Regions from separate parts of the Canis lupus genome. Here region 2 is linked to region 1. A link is a contact called in public Hi-C data. All regions are on one chromosome and are shown on one strand. The core of a region is the stretch at or near the end of the contact, and the rest is flanking DNA. Distances in the headings are between cores, read along the strand shown.

Region 1 (3,296 bases), core at 206-2,705:
AACCTGGGTGAGTGCGGGGTGAGCAGGGGTGTAGGGCGGTGGCCTCTGGTAGACTGGAGATGGCAGTGGCCGGGCGCTGGCTGGCGTGGGGGGTGGCCGAGGGTCTTCCCTCAGTCCCGAGGACAGAAGGCCTTCTGTGTTAACTCTGCATCGTTATTTCCCCCAGAATCTGGCCCAGTGCCTGGCATATAGAAGATGTGAATATATGTTTGAATGAGTAAAAAAATGAATTCTGTCCAAAGAAAGAAAACAGCAAATGAGAATTTAAAGGGCCTTGCCGAGACACCCAAGCGCGTTTCCCCAAAAACGATGAAGAATGAAAAGAGCTAGAGTTGGTCTCTGGAGAAGAAAGAGGATTTTTGGCAAATGTGCAAAAGAACTTCTTGCGAAATTGAAGTTTAGACTGGAAAAAATAAAATCATAAACAGAAGGCAACACATGTGTAGAGGGTATTGGGACTGAAATGCTTTCCCACCTACATACATGATCGCATGGTGAATGTGCGATTCGGGAGGGAATTATCCTGTTCTTGTGCTAAATCAAAAGATTATTAGTTTTAAAAAAAATGTTAAGCCTAGGCCATTCATTGTAAACTAAGTTTTAAGGGTTGAAATGGTAATATCCTCTTAAGTTAATAGGTTTGTCTTTCCTAACTTACAGATAACAAATTACAGCAATGAGCTCATTTATTTTATTAATACAGCCCAGAAACTAGAGAATGTTATGCCTGCGTATGTCTTCAAAGACTCACAATTTTTTTTAAGAATTACTGGGTGTCTTTAAAAATGTATATTTGCCGTGTGTTTAGTTTAAGTGTTGGGTTTCCCCCCCTTACATTGAGAAGCTACCCTCTACCGTTGCTGCGAGGCATTGATTTTCTTTCGATGAGTCCAGAAACATGCTGGCTGGTGGTCCCCTTGCATTGTGAAACATGTCCTGCAGCTGCCAGACCATTGTCATGCCCCGTTCTTCTTGTTGTCGTTTTAGTGACAGCTATATTGTGCGTGTCAAGGCTGTGGTTATGACCAGAGATGACTCCAGCGGGGGATGGTTCCCACAGGAAGGAGGCGGGATCAGTCGCGTGGGGGTCTGTAAGGTCATGCACCCCGAAGGCAATGGACGAAGCGGCTTTCTCATCCATGGTGAACGACAGAAAGACAAACTGGTAATGGCAGACATGCAACGCATGGGTTTTTAAATCAGCAAACGACTGATTGCTTTATGTTTAATCATAGCCCTCTTCTCATAGGTTTGGTGGTGGTGGTTACAGTCATCCCCACCCCCCCCCCCCCGTGTCCCCACCCCCACCCCCACCCCTTATTTCTCTGACTTCAAACTGTTGTGAAAGCTTCGGAAGTTAGAGCTCTGGAGCTGTTGTCAAATGCAAAACCCTGGCCTTCCTGCGGAGGCACTTTTTACCACACTCCAGACACCGCAGGTGCTTAGAAGTCGTGTATTTGGCTGTCTTTGTGCGTCTTTGATTAATTCCGCTGTCTTTCTGTCACTGTAACAAGATACTCAAAACAGAAGTGTGTTCTTTGTTTTGAATCACACTGTCGGGAGCTGTGAGGTCGGGTTTTTTTTTTTTTTTTTCGTGTTTTTTTGTTTGTCTTGTTTGTTTTGTTTTTTTAAATGTAGGGTTTCTTCGTGGAGCATGCCATCAAGGCTTGGCTGGTAAAAGGTCAGGTGCGAAGGCTGAATGTCACCCGACATGTGGTTACTTGTCAGTACTGTTTATTGAAAAAATACTGTAGCTTTGGTTTCATACACTAATGAATAAAACATGTTTGGATAAAAGTAGTGGTATCACACATCTCTAATAATTCTACGTGCTTATTAAATACGTACTTTGGAGAGTGATCGTTACTCTTTCACGAGTGGAGCATTGGTAGTTCATAACCTACAGTTCCACGAAAGAACTTGGGTGTCCAGGTTTAAGTTAGGAAGAAATCTATGATGCGAAGAAAAATTGAATGTCCGAGCCTATTTTTAATTGGTGGCCTTGAACCTGAACATTGCTCCTCTCTGTCCTGTTTGATCCTGGAGTCTATACTGAGAAGCCAACTGTTGCTTCACAACGTGCAGGATCGTATTGGATCTCACCAGGGAAAATAGCAAGATTCCACAGGAAACGTCCGTGTTACGTCTGAGACCCTTGACAGCGAGCGTGTTGTTGAGTTTTATGTGTTAAATGTACAAATGTAATCTTCTTTTGCAACCACTTCTTTCTGTTTAAAAAAGTTACCAAATAGATAAGACAGGACAATTTGTAAATGTTATATATAGATTAACAGAAATGCTATTTTCACACTTGATTCGTTTCCAGAAAGAAGATGAATGAAAGTTTAAAAGGGAGAACATAAGCTCATTTTAAGAAGGGTGTCCATTCAGGAAATTCCCTACCCATTAGTCAAATAATCAAAATGTCCTTATTTGCAATATATTCTCAATAAAGGCAATATGACCACGCTACCAGTAAGAAAGTAAGATAACTACCATTTAGCTGACATCTGCCATGTGCTAAATACAACACTAGCCCTTTAGTTAGGTGACATCACCGTGTCCTTACAATAGCCTGGATAATTATAAGTGAAAAAAATTGAGATTCAGAAATTCCCCTTGTTCTTGGGGGACCCATCCTTCGGACCTGGAACCAGTATTTGATACCTGTCACTTTGACCCTAAAACTGAGCCAAAGTCACATGTGTACAACTGCCGTTAGTAGTTTCTCCCTGATGTGCTTATTTTTATTTTTACATAGCTCTGACTTGGAGCTTGCCAACAATTTTGTATCTCATTTGCTTTGCCTTAGCAAATTTTCTAGTTGCTGGTATCAGGTTGATGCAACATTGTTTATTTGATCATCTCCTTAGGGTTATTATCATTGTTACGGTGCTTTTCCTCCCTGGCACCCACCCACGCACCCACCCAGCATTACCTACCTGCATTCTCCACATTTACTATTTTCTTGGAATAATTTAGAGCGTCAAATTTGTATGGCTTTGGATACTTGTACGAAGAACTGCTACCAGCATGGATGAGAATTTCCTTTAACACATGGAGGGTCCTATATTTTAAGTCTTGACCAATTTGACAGAGTAAGAGTGGTATCATGTCATTGAGCACTAATGGTATTGATGTTTTTCTACTTGTTAAACAGCTATGAATTATCTGTCGTGTCCGTTGGGGGCCTTATTTTTCTCCTTGCTATACATGCCCTCTCCTATAAGAAAGATACTCCTTTTCATCGGCCATATTTACTGCAAATACTCTTATAATTTGTTGCTTACTTTTTT
Region 2 (3,344 bases), core at 663-3,162, 84 kb before region 1:
TCCTTGACTGTTATACTGTTACTATCTTTGGAACACTTGTGGCTCTCCAAATGCAAATATTGGTATACTACAATTGTAGTATACACCTTAGGTATACTACATTTGAGACGCATATTTAATCTCTTAATTTGTTCAATGGCTGCTACTTGGTTAAAATCTCTGCACGTTCTCCTGGCATATTCAGTAGGGTGCAATGTCTACTGTGCTTGGAGAGCAGGAAGGGGCAGGGACTGTACTTCTTGCTCTCTATCTAGCAAGACCCCCAGGAAGAAGCACTAAACAACTATGTCATCTGTGGGACCCACTGCAAAGTAAAAACGTGGAGCCCCTTGTTCCAACACCGCAAAGAATTTCAAAACTGCAACAGCAGAATGTCAAACCAAGTTAAGATCCCTGTGCAACTAACTGCACAGGTTGGGTGCCCTGTCCATTGCCCAGACAGTGCTGCTTTGGAGAACATGGGCCCACCCAGCTCATGGACCTGAGCCAAGACAAGACACATCATTTAAAGACAAAAGGTAGGGAGAGGGGGTATCCAGTGTGCCAAAGCCCACCGGACTGGTAACCTATGGCCCAGTAACTGGGGCCTTCGAAGGGCCATCCTCCAACACGAGAGAGGTTTATTAAGTAATTTTTTTTTAATTTTTTTTCTTTATTTATGATAGTCACACAGAGAGAGAGAGAGAGAGAGAGAGAGAGAGAGGCAGAGACACAGGCAGAGGGAGAAGCAGGCTCCATGCACCGGGAGCCCGACGTGGGATTCGATCCCGGGTCTCCAGGATCGCGCCCTGGGCCAAAGGCAGGCGCCAAACCGCTGCGCCACCCAGGGATCCCTATTAAGTAATTTTTAAAATGTATTTGGGCTCACCTTTTAACCCAAGGAAGCCCATCATTTCTACTGAAATGCATTTGCATTTCTGAGCTGTGTTGGAGTTACCTTTTTTTTTTTTAAGTACAAATATCGATTCCTCGTAAATGTCCACTCCTCTAGCAAGACAAAAAAAAAAAAAAAATCACAAGATTCATGAGAAACTGAAAAGCCTCTGCCATTCGGAACCTTGGCAAAAACACCTGTGCCGCCTCCCCCCGCCTCCCGCCGCAGCGCGGGGGAGCTGGTCCTCCAAGCCCGAGCACCCCTGGGGCCTCCCCTGAACTCCGCGCCTCCGCCCCCGCCCCCCACCATCGTTAATCCAGGGGTTCGGATGGAGGGAGGGAACCAAACTGGAGCCAGATGTGCGCGAGCCCTCGGCTCCCTCCCGCCTCCTCCCTCCTCCCGGGCTTCTCAAAACCCGGAGCGTCGTCCGGCAGGGATCCGGAGCCAGGCAGACGCCGCACAAACAGCTCCGCTCCGCGGCTCCTCCGGGAGCGCCAGCCGGGAGGGAGGGGGCAAGGAAGCCGGGCATGCTCAGTAGGCGGGTCAAAGTTTTTTTTTTTTTTTTTTTTTTTTTTCCTCTCTCTTCTCCCTTTTTTTTTTTTTTTTTTCGGTCGCAAGTAGGAAGCTTTTTTGCACTCCACCACCTCTGGCCGCTGGGAAGACGTCATCGCTTCCGCCCTACTTCCTCCTCCTGTTGGCGGCGGTGAGAATCCAATATGGAGTAAATCGGCGGAGTCGGGAGATGGGGCTCGGACGGGGCGCCCTGCACCGCCTCCCAGGCGCACCTCCCCCGGCCGCCGGCCGCTCCCCGGAACCGTGATTGGCCCGGGCCCCGGGGGCGACCCCGGGCCGAGCCCCCGCCCGCGGCCGGCCCTCCCCCGGCCCCCGCAGCCCCCGCCGTGCACGGCGCGCTTGTTTTTCTGTCTCCCCCGCCGCCGTCCGCTGCCCGGGGCGCTCCCGCTCCGCCCGGGCCGAGCCCCCGAGCCCCTCCGGCCGGGCCCCGGGCGCCGCGGCGCGCGCCCCCTCCGCGCCCCCTCGCGCCCCCGCGCGCCCCCTCGCGCCGCCCCCTCCCCAGCCCCACCGGGCGGTCTCCGGAGATGTGAAGCCGGGGCTGAGCGCGCAGGAAGATGAAGGGAGCCGGGCTGCCCGCCGCGGGACAGGCGTCGAGGTGAACAGGAAAATGACCGAAGAAACACACCCGGACGAGTAAGTTCGGCTGCGGGGCGGGAGCGTGCCCGCGGGCGCAGCGTGGGGTGGACCTTGGCGTGGGCTGCGCGCCTGCCCCCTGCCCGCCGAGCGGGGAGGGGCGGCGCGGCCAAGGGCGCGCGGGTGACCTCGGGGCGCCCCCCCCAGATCTCCCGCGGCCGGGGCGGAAGGACCGGGCACCCCCGCTGCGGCTCCCCGGGGCCGGTGGGTTTTCCCGTGGGGGCTCCGCGGCTGCCGCCCCGCCGCTCGCCCCCCATCCCCGTCCCTCCCCATCCCCGTCCCGCCATCCGCATCCCCATCCCCGGTCCCGCAGGCAGCCCACCGGGGGCCCGGGCTCCGCCATTTCGTTTTTCTTGAATCGCTCTCATTTGCATACCACATTTTCATTCATAAAAAAAAAAAAAAAAAAACAACGCGGCGGAGCGGAGGGAGGACGGGGCGCGGGCCGCGCGGGGGGCCTGCGGGAGCCGGGGATCCCCGGGCGGGGCGCGGCGCGGCGGGGGAGCGGCCGGAGGGGTCCCGCGGCGCGTGTGAGCTCGTGTGCACGCGCCCTGGGGCTCGGGACGGGCGCCCCGCGGGGTGGGGGGGCGGACCCGAGGCGGGGGCTGCGGGGGCGGGCGGGGCGGCGTGCGCGCGTGCACGGGGTGCAGGGGGTGCAGGGGTGCGTGCCCGGCCCGCGGGCCCCAGGGAGCGGTGCTCGGGGCGCTCGGCTGGGGGGCCCCCGGGTGGCCCGCCGCCCCCCGCGGGCTCGCTCGCCCAGCCCCGGGCCGAGGTGAGGCTCCTGCAGCCTCGCGGTCGCGGAGTCGGAGCTGCCGTCCTCCCACCCGCGCCCGGGGCGCCCCGGTGCAGGGGGAGCCGAGGCCGGGCTCCTGGGCCCGGCGCCTGAGGTCGTCGGCCGCGGGTCCGAGCGGTCAGCGCTCGGCGGCCGTCCCCGCTGCTCAGTGGCTGTGCCCGCCACCAGCCACTTTTTTTTTTTTTTTTTTTTTTGTGAATAAGACGCTCTCCTTTATTGTCACATGATATCCCTCCCCTCCTCCCCTGCACATTCATAAATCCGGAGCCTGCCTCGGCTCCTTTCATTCAGAGCTGCCCTTAGCGAAGGTAGCAGTGGCGCGGGCTGGGGCGCAGAGCCGTGGGCGGCGCGGGGGCGCGGGGCCGTGGGGGCTGCGGGGGCCTCTGCTCCTGCGAGCCTGGACCGTGCCGAGGGGGGAAGTGACTCAGGGCTGGGTGACCCGGAGGGCTTCTCTTGCAGCAGGTGACCGAA

The links. A called contact is a pair of places that touch in the nucleus more often than the background predicts.
Region 2: a Hi-C map of blood shows a contact between it and region 1, with 1.8 times the contacts expected there. The contact joins the promoter of SPRED2 here to the enhancer-like site in region 1. A contact is called at or near these places in 3 of 9 Hi-C or Micro-C datasets (amygdala and blood).

The regions. Positions count from the first base shown.
Region 1 is chr10:66,082,205-66,085,500 of UU_Cfam_GSD_1.0, reverse strand. It overlaps SPRED2 (sprouty-related, EVH1 domain-containing protein 2), which reads left to right. Exons shown (of 6, transcript XM_038551454.1): 2 at 988-1,165. Among named protein-coding and RNA genes, the nearest start is that of SPRED2, 84 kb to the left of the region's middle. Within about 2 kb of position 1,455, at least 2 of the 20 cell types and tissues checked have an H3K27ac peak or open chromatin away from gene starts, as enhancers often do. A contact at or near this core is called in blood, where this site is marked.
Region 2 is chr10:66,166,915-66,170,258 of UU_Cfam_GSD_1.0, reverse strand. It overlaps SPRED2 (sprouty-related, EVH1 domain-containing protein 2), which reads left to right and starts at 1,912. Exons shown (of 6, transcript XM_038551454.1): 1 at 1,912-2,080. The coding sequence starts at 2,055.